Linked DNA regions of Columba livia: region 2 is linked to region 1. A link is a contact called in public Hi-C data. All regions are on one chromosome and are shown on one strand. Each heading gives the region's core, a stretch centred on a gene start, on an enhancer-like site or on the middle of the called end of the contact. The rest is flanking DNA. Distances are from core to core; before and after follow the strand shown.

The links. Hi-C and Micro-C count contacts between places; a contact is called where the count stands out from the background.
Region 2: a contact with region 1 is called in a Hi-C map of liver, with 6 times the contacts expected there. The contact joins the promoter of DENND2B here to the enhancer-like site in region 1. A contact is called at or near these places in 2 of 2 Hi-C or Micro-C datasets (crop and liver).

Annotation. Positions count from the first base shown.
Region 1 is chr5:57,056,455-57,062,055 of bColLiv1.pat.W.v2, reverse strand. DENND2B (DENN domain containing 2B) reads left to right here. Exons shown (of 21, transcript XM_065065306.1): 16 at 5,468-5,601. Among named protein-coding and RNA genes, the nearest start is that of RPL27A, 11 kb to the right of the region's middle. Within about 2 kb of position 1,760, at least 1 of the 3 cell types and tissues checked has an H3K27ac peak away from gene starts, as active enhancers do.
Region 2 is chr5:57,224,675-57,230,500 of bColLiv1.pat.W.v2, reverse strand. DENND2B (DENN domain containing 2B) reads left to right here and starts at 3,893. Exons shown (of 21, transcript XM_065065306.1): 1 at 3,893-4,182. AKIP1 (A-kinase interacting protein 1) reads right to left here and starts at 2,016. Exons shown (of 5, transcript XM_065065313.1): 1 at 1,789-2,016; 2 at 873-950. The coding sequence starts at 1,851.

The DNA of each region.
Region 1 (5,601 bases), core at 511-3,010:
ATCTTATTATATTCACGGGGTAGGTGTGCTTGACAAAAAGCTGAAAAAACATGTAATTTATTTGGTTTGAATCAAAAGAGAGGAACTGAAGATATTTTCCCTTTTCAATGTCCTGGAGTGGTAAGAGAGGAACAATCAGAAATAATTTGGTATAGGAAGAAACGCTGTTGTGTCTGACACTTTCACACTGGCTAGAAAACTGGAGGTGTCCTGCAGCATTGTATCAAAGATTTTATTGAATTCTCGTTTCATTCCTCCCTGCCGTTTTTGGAGAGCAGTTGGTGGTATCTGGGTTAATGAAACGTATGTCCTACAGCACAAGCTGTTGATCTGGGGGGCTGTGGGGGCACAGAGCCTCACTCCCAGGGGGTCAGGGGGTGCTGGAGCTGAGCACCCACGCTGTGGGGCAGGGAGACAGCAGTGACATCTCCCTGTTGTCGTCTGGCTCTTCCGACAGGCCCGGGATGCCCGAGGGCTTGCTTTAAACAGAGCTCCCGCAGGGATGCTGCAGGAGCTGATTACAGAGAGACAGCTGGAGTATGGAGGATGCCACTTGCAATACTGATACATTTTCATTTACTTCTTGTCCCTGATGCTATTACTTTGTCTTATCCACCTGAATAAAAGTGCTACTATTATTTATTCTTGTGCACTCAGAGGAAGCTTTATTTTTTCAGAGCTGAGGTGTGTATTGTATCTAGCACAGCATGGTTCTGCTCTGTGACAACAATGCTATGTGCGCTCCATCTCCCACCCAAACTGTAGCAGTCTGCTACAATTTTTACTTCTGTCTTGATGCTTTTCAAGCTTTCTGCTTTGTCATTCCCCTCTGGCTCTTCTGTCTGAATGCTTGGCCCTGTAGCCTTTCCCAGAGTGTTTTACAGAGTCCTCTGCAAACCTCTCACGTCGTTTTATCTTGCAGAGTTGTCACAGACTTCTCTGTCTCTTTGTCTGTCAGAGACTGGAGTTAATCCAGGAGCTGGGGAGGCATTGAAGGGTGTAGGAGGGAAGTGGCAGGCATCTGGTTTTGCTCTGCAGTTGTCAGTGGCACAAGGGCAGGAGCCAGCACAGTGGAGCACAGCCACGGCCTGTGAGGAGGCAGGGGGGTGTAACACCTGGGAAGGACAGAAACTCCAGACTCCAGCCTCAAGAGGAGGAAGCTCTCCCGAGCAGAAGAGAGGACGTGGGTCAGCGAGGTATCTCGGTCACAGCGCTGTTGGGAGCTGGAGCACACACACCTTAACACAGCAGATGAAAGTGTTCAGCAAATGTGGGCAGAGTCACGTTATTAAATCAGCAGGGAGAAATGAGAAACATGAAAAGGTTGTGGAAAAGTAAACATAGGCAGTGGAAACACTTCTTTGTGAATTTACATTTTTTTGCTATGTTTCTCCATCTGAGGAAGCAGAGGGACCAGATTCTGACAATCAGTCCCAGTCCTGTGCGTGGTCCAGAGCATCAGCACAGCACAGAGCTGGCACCAGCCCTGGGGTGACGGAGCTGCTGCGTGGCTCGGCCCCGCGCCCGAGGGCTGTTCCTCCCTCCTCTCCTGGCTGAGAGAGCTGGTCTGTCCCTTGGGAGAGGAGGAGGAAGGGGAAGGGATATTCTCACCATCCTCTTCTTCAGTGCAAATGCCAGAATGACTGTAGATGTGCATGAAAGCAGCAAGGTAGGATCAGGGAGCTCTGCCAGCAAGTGGTTGTCTGTGCTAGCAGCTTAGTCCTGGACTTAGGAGATGCTCGGTGTGTGAGGGTCCCCTGGGTCTGTAAGAAATTGTAGGTGGTAGAGGGGGAAGTGAGAAGGAATATAACTTTGGGCTCTCATTCTGCCAAAAATAGAGTTATCAATTGTATCTGTGGAATATTTCCAATGTGAGTAGTACGTGTAACTGAATATGACTTTAATGTTTCTTGAGAGTTGGTGACATGCGGTACACAACGAGCCATGGTCCTCTGAAGCAGACATGTCCAGCACCAGCATCCGCATGGGCAGTGCTCCCCGCAGCCTGGGCAGCGTCCCTTCAGGGTTTTACAGCACACAACGCGTGTTTCTCAGAATGTGGTAGTTGTGCTGTGATTAGATATTAATACAGCCTGGGCTTTGGGTTACTTTTTGGTTGACTGATGCAGAAACTGATAGCAGACATCCTCCTACCTAAAGGACAGTGAATGTTCTTGTAATGTAATGTTGATTTGCCTTTGACATGGGCCTAAATCATGTGCACAAGCAGTCTTCATGATTCAGCTGAGTCATGGTAATGTCTGAAATTCCTGTGCCTCTGCTCTTAATCTGAGCCTTGTGTCTCCACAGCCAAATAAACAACAAGGAAACGTTTCTGTTCACTATCATGAGAAAATGATCTAGAAAACAAAATAGCCCAGAGGAAGATAAATCAGCTTTGAGTGGGAAAGAAGCACTGACATCTTTTCTCTGTAATGTGATAAAAGATCTCTTCTTCAAGAGAAATTTGTGATTAAGAATGTCTCCAGAAGACGATATAATATCATATTAATAGTTTCATGGAGAGAAGATCAAATACTAAAGGCTTTTTTCAACTAGTGATTAAAAGGCACAGGAAGAACCAAAACCTGGGCAAAATCCAAATAATTTTTAACAAGATGATGACCATGGAAAAAAAAACTGGAAGGAGAAATGGTGGATTGCCTTTGCTCCCTGGGACCATCACAGTGCATCTCCCGCTTGTGCACAACTCTGGCAGTGCTTGCCCTCTAAAGTACATGATGGTTTATGCTCCTTGTTAGTGTGTGACTCATGCAATAGTTGGGTTTCTTGTGCCCACGTATAAAATTACCTGCATATGGGTAATAAAAGAAGTGTTTTCCAGTAGGATGACAGCTAGAACATTATGCAGTGTTCCTGTAAAACTGCACAGACCAAATGAAAAAGCCTATTCTCAAACCAGCTCTCCAGATTACCAAAACTGCCCTAGACTATTAAAACTGAAAATATTTCTAAAATCTAATTTCTTTGACTGTTCTGTTGCTTTACATTGTGTGCTTCACACATCTTAAAGAAAATAAATCATCTGACCTTATTTCTCATAAACAAGAACAGTGGGACAATATGTGGGTTGTACATCTTGAAAGGAAAAACTGGAGCGGAGCTGGTTTCCCAGGGCAGGGCTTTCTTTTTTTAATTTTCCAAACATGCTTTTCTGAATAATACCCTTTTAAAAGGATCTGAACCATATTTTTAGAGATTTAAACTGGGGAGTTCCCTTACATCCATCAGCTCTTGAATTTTACCTCATGGAACGCGAAAAGCTCATGCTGAAGTGAAAGATGTGTACCCTGTCTAAATGTGAATCTTCCCAGCTAGAGAAGACACACGGGTGCTTTGTACAAGCAGGAGTTTGGTAAGGGGGCGTGCGGCTCCCGCCGCATGAGCCGCATCTGGGAGGGCGACTCTGGGGACTGAAAGTTTGGAGCAAGTGTTTCATGGGGGCTCAGCCTGAGGCATCTCAGGGAAAGGTTTCCTGAGGCTGAATGCTGAAAAACTGTGTGTGGAGCCTTAAAATGCGCAGGCGGAGGTGGTGACAAGGGTGATGGCGTGACCCGCGGGACGCTGCCACAGGACACCCCCATGGCCCCCGCTGCTCCAGCTGCTGCCTCATCCCTGCCAGCGCCCGGGAAAGCTCTGGAAGAGAAACCAGCGTCCTGGGCTGGAGCCCGAAGCCTCCCTTAGTGTGGGAACAGCACGGCCGGGAGGATGCAGGGGCTGATTTACGTCACAGCACTGCGCGTAAAACAACAAGTTACAAAAGGGCATTCTATAGAAAGGAAAAAAATGCTAACCGAATATCAGAAGAATGTTTGTCTTCCTGCTTTTAGCTTAATGTGGCTCTTTTTTTAGTCACTCAGCTAGGATGACTGACTTTGTAGTAGTTGAAAATGCCACAGAGTTGTTAAAGCGAGCTTAAGAAAGCACTGGGAGCCTGTACAATGCTCCGCAGCTCTTCTGGAACATACCGCTCTGCTTGCTATGGTAGACAAAAGCATGAGGCAACTGCAGCATCATTGCCTGCTATTAAAAAAAAAACAAAACAGAAAGAGAGAAACAGCATCATTTTTACAATAAACTCATGTCAGGCAACATATGTCATAAAATCATGCTGTGATTTATGGATCTTAAAGTAAGTGTCAAGTAAAACCAACCCAACAGATTATTTGCAGTAAAAGACAAGCATTTTCTCTTCCCCAACGTTTTCTCTCTTTGTCCTCTAGTTCTCACTTTTCCCATTCAGCAAACTGCAAAGGTTAATCACTGACAGGAACAAACAGGTGAAACCTTTCTCCTGGCCTTGGAGTAATCCACAACTGAAAATGCTCGCCAAGGTTATTCTGGTGGAGGTCTGATGCCACCTAAAGTCTCCAACAAGCCTTGCAGCAGAAGAAATCCGCATTTCTCCCCAGCATTCTCAAGCAGTAACAGCTCCGAAGTTATCAGTTATTTATAGTTCTTTGTGGCTACATTAAGCACAGCAGAAGTTTACACTGTGAGAAAATTAGCTCAGTCATGCTAGGCTGGGTAAAATTCCAAATTTCTGTCATCCTCAGCTGGTGAGAAGCAGATGTTGTAACTCAGTCCAAAATCAAAGCTCTGAAATTGAGAGTCTGTCATATTCCCCTGATGCTAAAACTAGCTTGGTAATCATGTTCCTTTATTTTTAACATTTGGAAACCACGTGACTGTAAAAGGGAATCAGATTCAGTAGATGGAAGGACAATGCATGCAAAAAATTTTCCGTAAATGATATCAAGCATTAATGTTTAGGGGATACCAATATATATTTTAGAGTCCTCTACCGAGCACGGTTAATACATTTATTACTAGAGGTGGTCAATAAGCCCATTAAAAAATATGTTGTTGTCACAAATCTATACAAACCTTGAAAAAATGTTGCTTTTATTTGGTTTCCTTCAGAGTACGTATTGATCATTGGGGTTATTTTGCATCTGCTTTAGTAGAGTTTTTGTTTAAGATTCTTATTTTTTGACTTTTTATTTTTCATTTTCCCTTGTTTATGCGTTAGTGCTCCACATAAGAACATCAGTATTATGCTTTTTTTTACTACTGACACGGTTATAGCAGCTAAGAACAGAAGTTGCTTTTGGAGTTCAGGCATCATTCACGGTAGCTGCTATAAGTGTTGCTGGGGACATTAAACCTCATCTTCTAGATCAAAGTGTCTCCTGACTGCTATGATCAAACAAATTGATTTCAGGTTTTTATCTTTAGTTTCAAGTTACCTGGAGGTGAGTGTGGGCAAAACTACCCCAGTGCCCAGTACGGGACTGGCAGGGACTGGAAGGGGACGCGGGCTGTCTGCAGTCAGAGGTGACAGCCCGTGGGCACTTGCATTTGAACGCACCGGGTTTGTCAGCAAGTGGTAGATGTCCTAGACAAAAAAGAACCCCTGCTAATGTGGTCGCCCCTCTCTCCCCAGCACCCTCTCGAGCTGCTCGCACGCCGTGGTGGCCCTGCTGTACCCCTTCTCCTGGCAGCACACCTTCATTCCCGTCCTGCCCTCGTCCATGATCGACATCGTGTGCTGCCCTACGCCCTTCCTGGTGGGACTGC
Region 2 (5,826 bases), core at 2,644-5,143, 170 kb before region 1:
GATGGGCTCCCAGTTCATCTACCCAGCAAAGCACTGCCAGGCACCGCCCAAGCACCAGCACAGCTGTCCCACTGCAGTGAGCACATGTGTGCCCACGTGCGAGCAATGCAGCTGTGCATCTGCACCCACACCTGGATTTCTACCTGTCACAAATAAAGATACGGTGCTGCTCAAAAGAACCGAGCCCATAATCCAGTAAAAACATCTCAAATCTAGTTTGCGTAAACGATACAAAACGTGAGATTCAGACATTATGGATGTAAAATGCAGAGGGTAACTTGGAATTCAGACAACGCAATCTCTTTGCTTGAGATTCCAAATCTCCCTTCCTTCCACCACCCAGAACACACTGATTCTATCAGCCAGCAGGAGAAGTTCATGTTGGCACAATGAAAACAAAGGGTTACTCTGTCATAAAGCCTCTCAGTAGCAGCAGTGGAAACAATTCTGTACATCCTGACACCTGACAGTGGCTGCCACAATGTAATTTGTGACATCGTCTGATGTTTCTGTCTCTCTAACCATATTGCCTTTACACTAAAAAGTGGAGAAACCTTCTGCTGAAATCCATACAGGCCTACTGGTAGTACCTATGGAAAATACTGATATTGCTGTTTATCAGCCAAGGTGGAATCACTTGGGCAGGGTAACACAGGTGAAGAAGCACCATGGAACCTACCACATGATGGCGAATGTCCCAAATTTGTTAATCCAGGCCAGCATCAAAAGCTTGCAAGCTAAGCTCTTGCTATGCCATGAGCAGAATTACCTTGAAGTCTAATTTCTGCAGTTTTAGCAAGAGCAGTGCACACAGGCCTGCCAGGCACATCACAAACACTCCCCTTTGCACAGGTCTGGGTGTAAAACCTCACCTCGCATTCCTTTGTGGCTTCATTCATCAAGTTCACAATTGAAGCAAATGCTGCATTGAGATGTTCTGAATCTTCTTCCTGCAATTAAAGACATTTTTTGTAACTCCTAATGTGCTCGTTGCTTAGAGATAGAACGTGTGAGGTGATTCAATAGCAAAACACTCGCTAGTGCTGGAGACCGTCTCTGGGGTGAAGCAGACATGCGTGGCTCCTCGCTCCTTAGTTTTAACGCAGGGTGCCCACCAGCCTCCCAACACCCTGCATGCAGCTGAGGTCGCTGGGTGCAGCCATCGCCTGGTGACAAGCGCATTCAGTCCCCCAGATCTCAACCAACTTGTCAGCTGCCTGCATCTTCCTTTGACCACAGGACACCTGTCGGCGCCCTCAAACGTTTCACAAGTGCAGCAAGATAACAAGCCCATCCGCCTCTCCAGGAGACGAATTGTAACAAAGAATGATGTTTCACGCTGGCTTTGACTAGGAAAACACAGAGCGGGATGCAACCAAGCGTGAAACCGCGTTTTAAAAAGCCTCTAGCTCATTAAAGCACATATACGGCTCAACCCCGCGCATATATATATATATGTACACTAGGCCTCTAGAGGACACGAGCTCTCCCGCCACCCTGTACGGACGCATCTCGCCGGCGCTGCTTGTTTACGGTGTCGCGCTCCTCCCGGTCCCCCCGGCCCCGCCCCCGCCCGCACTGACCGGGCCCGATCCCGCTCGCGCTCCCGCCGGCCGCCGCCGCGCCCGCTCCAGCACGGCGCGCGCCAGTCCCGCCGTCCGCCCCGCGCGCACCCGCTCCATCCCGCCGCGCGCCGTCACAGTGCGCACGCGCCGGCGCCCCCCTTCCCCCCCCCCCCCCGCCCCCCACAAAGCCGTTAGGGGGCGCCCTCGCCCCGCGCAGTGTCACCGGGAAAAAGCCCGCGGGGGTTTGGGGTTTCCCCCCACGCCATCGCTTCCAGGGGCGCGCCATGCCCTGAGGTAAAGCCGCCGTCCCGAACAGGCTCCCCGTGAGTTCTCCGCAGCGGCGCCTCTTCTGATGGCGGCGGCTCCGCGGCTGTCCCGCCGGGCCACGACGCGGGGGAGCCGAGGGAGGCTGGAGAGCACCGAGCCCCGGCTGGGCGGTGCTGCTGTGCCCGGGCAGCTGCACCCCACCTCTGTGTGTGTATTAGAAAGGGGGTGGTTAGTAGGTCTAGAGAGGTCCTCCTTCCCCTCTACTCTGCCCTGGTGAGACCACACCTGGAATATTGTGTCCGGTTCTGAGCCCCTCAGTTCCAGAAGGACGGGGAACTGCTGGAGAGAGTCCAGCGCAGGGCAACAAAGATGATTAAGGGTGTGGAGCATCTCCCTTATGAGGAAAGTCTGAGGGAGCTGGGGCTCTTTAGCTTGGAGAAGAGGAGACTGAGGGGTAACATCATTAATGTTTACAGATATGTAAAGGGTGAGTGTCATGAGGATGGAGCCAGGCTCTTCTCGGTGACAACCAATGGTAGGACATGGGGCAATGGGTATACACTGGAATACAGGAGGTTCCACTTAAATTTGAGAAGAAACTTCTCAGTGAGGGTGACAGACACTGGAACAGGCTGCCCAGGGGGGTTGTGGAGTCTCCTTCTCTGCAGACATCCAAAACCCACCTGGACACCTTCCCGTGTAACCTCATCTGGGTGTTCCTGCTCCAGCAGGGGGATTGGACTGGATGATCTCTTGAGGTCCCTTCCAATCCCTGACATTCTGTGATTCTTTGATTTCACACTGGAAAGTGGTACTCTCTTTTACTGATTTGTTTATTTTTAACTTAGGAGGTTCAAAATAATAATTACAGTATACAGGGATGAGTGGCTGGGTGAAGTAGTATTAGTACAAGGGCAGAGCACCAGGTGAGCCGCCAGTTCAGGCCGCCTGCAAACTACCGCTGCATCCACTCTCGCAAAGAAAGAAGCCCTTTCGCTTTGGTTAGTAGAAAGAAAGTACAATGCGTTTTGGCCTCTTGCAAGCAAGGTTTACCAAACAGGCAAATTCACTCCCTGGAACCTGCTACTGGCCCAGAAGGACTGTCTGGCAGGGCAGCACATACCTGTGAGGCCTCGTCAGCCCTGCCATGTGTGAGGCTGCAGTTGAAACAGGCTGGGAAAGCGGCTGTGGCTATGTGTAAGTTAGAGCCACTCTGTGGCTTTGCCAACATTGCTTGTGCTGAGGTGATGGTAGAAAGTGTAAAATAAGCACAGAAACTTTAAGTGCAGTATGGCCAAGGTCAACAAGTAGTCCCTGTTTTTTCAAGTCCTTTGTTCCTGTTTGTGGAGCTTTGCTGGCTGTAATCTGTTTGGTAAGCAAGAAGAGTAATCCTCTCCCAGTTTACATTTTATTATCATCTTCCAGTTGCTTAACCAGGGCAGCAGCTAGCCCCTATAATAAACAAGCTCTTCATAGGCTGCTTGTTCATTAAAACACATTGAAGGCCCAAATTCAGTGTTTAAATACAACATTAGGTTGGGTGCCCTGTAGTCAAAGGAAGATGTAGGCAGCTGACAAGTTGTTTGAAGTCTGGGGGACTGAATGCAACATAAATGGGGGAGAAAAATAATATTTGATAAAACCAATGTTAGCATGTTTGAGATGTTTGTTTGATGTGCTGGAGAAGCTGCCAGGACAGACTGCTTCCTGCTTACTTGGAAGTCGAATATCTTTGAGCATCATTCTTTGTTATCATTGGTCTCCTGGAGAGGCAGATGGGCTTGTTATCTTGCTGCATTTGTGAAATATACTCAAAAAAGCCTGCCTGTGTTGTTTTCCTAACGGGGAAAGAAAATGGTATTCTTTTAATATTTCTGCCAGGTACTTGTAGCAGTAGCTTGTTGTTCAGGAGGTAAATTATTCTTTGTGTGTTGAAATTTAAACCTCACCATTTTTTGATGTTCAGTGACACAGTACTCCTTTTGCAGCTGAGTAAATACATCTGTCCCAAGAAGGCAGACGGCTGAAATAGCTTTTGCTTTGAAACACACACACACACATCAGAATGCAGATGAAAGTTACCCTTACTTCCTGTGCATTCACTCTTTTGAAATATAATGGAGGTTTGTGAAATGCTGGACATTTATACCAGATTTCATTGTTGTATGGGATAACAGATCAGGATATCTCAAGACAATATATCTTATTTTATTGATGAGGTGGCAAAAGCCAAAAGCATTTCATCCTGAATACTCAGCTCTTGGTTCAGATAAATGTCCTTAGGTAGGAAAGCTCGCTAGCATTTACCTAGTGTTGAGCACCATTTCGGTTCTATTTCAGTCAGTGGAAGGTAAGTAAGCATGTGCTGGAATTCGTATTTCCAGTGTCACTCTTATCTTTATTTTTCTTATGCTCCTATTATCGTTTGGTTAATATATTGTGAAGTGACTTGTTTTATAAATTCCTACATAATACTTCAAGATTTAGGTGTAGTCTTTGTATTTTCCGATACTCATGGTTCTGCCAACACCTAGTATATCCTGCCTCTTTTGTATGGTTTTTACATCAAACGTTTTGTGCGGGTTTGTCATCAGTTGACCCGGCAGAAGGACATGGCAGGAGTCCCAAGGAGCTGGCACCCATGACGCTGCTTGTGGCCCGTGTGGAGCACGTGTGATTTATCGCTTGTGCCATGCGGAGCCCTTCCTCGCCCTCCGGTACAAGCGTTACTGTGTCTGGCTGCGGAGGGGCCGCGGCAGGGCGCTGCCTCCGGTACGAGCGAGACCCGCGGCTCCGCTCCCGGTGCGCCGAGCGTTACAAAGCCGGTCCCAGCAGGCTGCATTCGAACTTTGAATGAAGTTCAGAGGCGTGCCGCCGCCTCCCTCTCCCCCTCTCTTTCTCTACAGGTACTGTTACTCCGAAGCTACCTCGGGGAGCGTGGAAAACTGGGGCCAGCGCCGCAAGCTCGAGCGCCCCGGTCCCGCCGCCCCGGGGTCTCGCCCGTTCCCCGCTCCCTGATGGAGACCATCTGCTCCGGCGCCGGGGCGCAGGAAGCGCGGCGCTGCGTTCCTCCTTCCTTCCTTTCTGCCCCGCAAGCGGCTCCGCGCGGAGAGTAGCCCAGCACTAGTGGGTTTTTAAATAAAAAATAAGCGGTACCGCTCCTTCGGGGTAGAGGGAGGAAGAAGATTGTCGGGCGCGGGTCTCGGTTCTCTCCTCCTCCCCCTGCCCATCGCATCTTCCCCGCGGACAGGCCCGTCCTGCCTGGCACTGCCGGGCTGCTCCCCTTCCTCCTGTCTGGCAAAGACCCGGACTTGGGGCCGGAGTCGGGCGGCGCCCACTCTCCGCGGGGTCGGGGCCGAGCGCTGCCGGCGGGAGCGGTGTCTCGGCCGCCCGGGGCTGCCCGGCCGCGGTGGGGCTGCAGCCCGCACCGGGCTGCGCTAGGGGAGCAGGTTTCTTTGTTGGCTGCCGGGTGACTGGTTCCCATTAATCTCCCGCACTGGCCGTGGCCGTCTCCACTTCCTGCCTTTGCATACTTCTCTCTCCCTCGATCTGAGTGCCTTCCCTCCCCCTTCCCTCCCCCCTTTCTTTCTCTCCCTCTTCCTAGCTTCTCCAAAAAAGCTACAACCGCCGGGTTGCGGGACGGGGGCTGCAGGCGTCCGGCGGAAGGAGCGCATCCCTGCGCGCCTCGGTAAGGGCCGAGGAGCTGCGCTGCCGGGCGGTGGTCCTCTCTGGGGACTCGGGCAGGGGAGCGGGGCTGAGGGAGAAACGATTGATCGTGCTACGGTTCGCCGTCCCTGTGTCCTGAGAGCCGCCCGCCTCCCGGGAGCGGGGCGGGCCGGGGATGCTGGGCGGCGGGAGCTCCCCGGGCCCTGCGGTTCCCGGGGACGCGGAGCCGCCGACCCGCGGGGAGCGTAGATGGGCGCTGAGTCCTTGCGCACGGGCGGAGCGGAGAGTCGGTGCTCCCGCGCTGGTGTGACCTGTGCCGCCGCCGGGC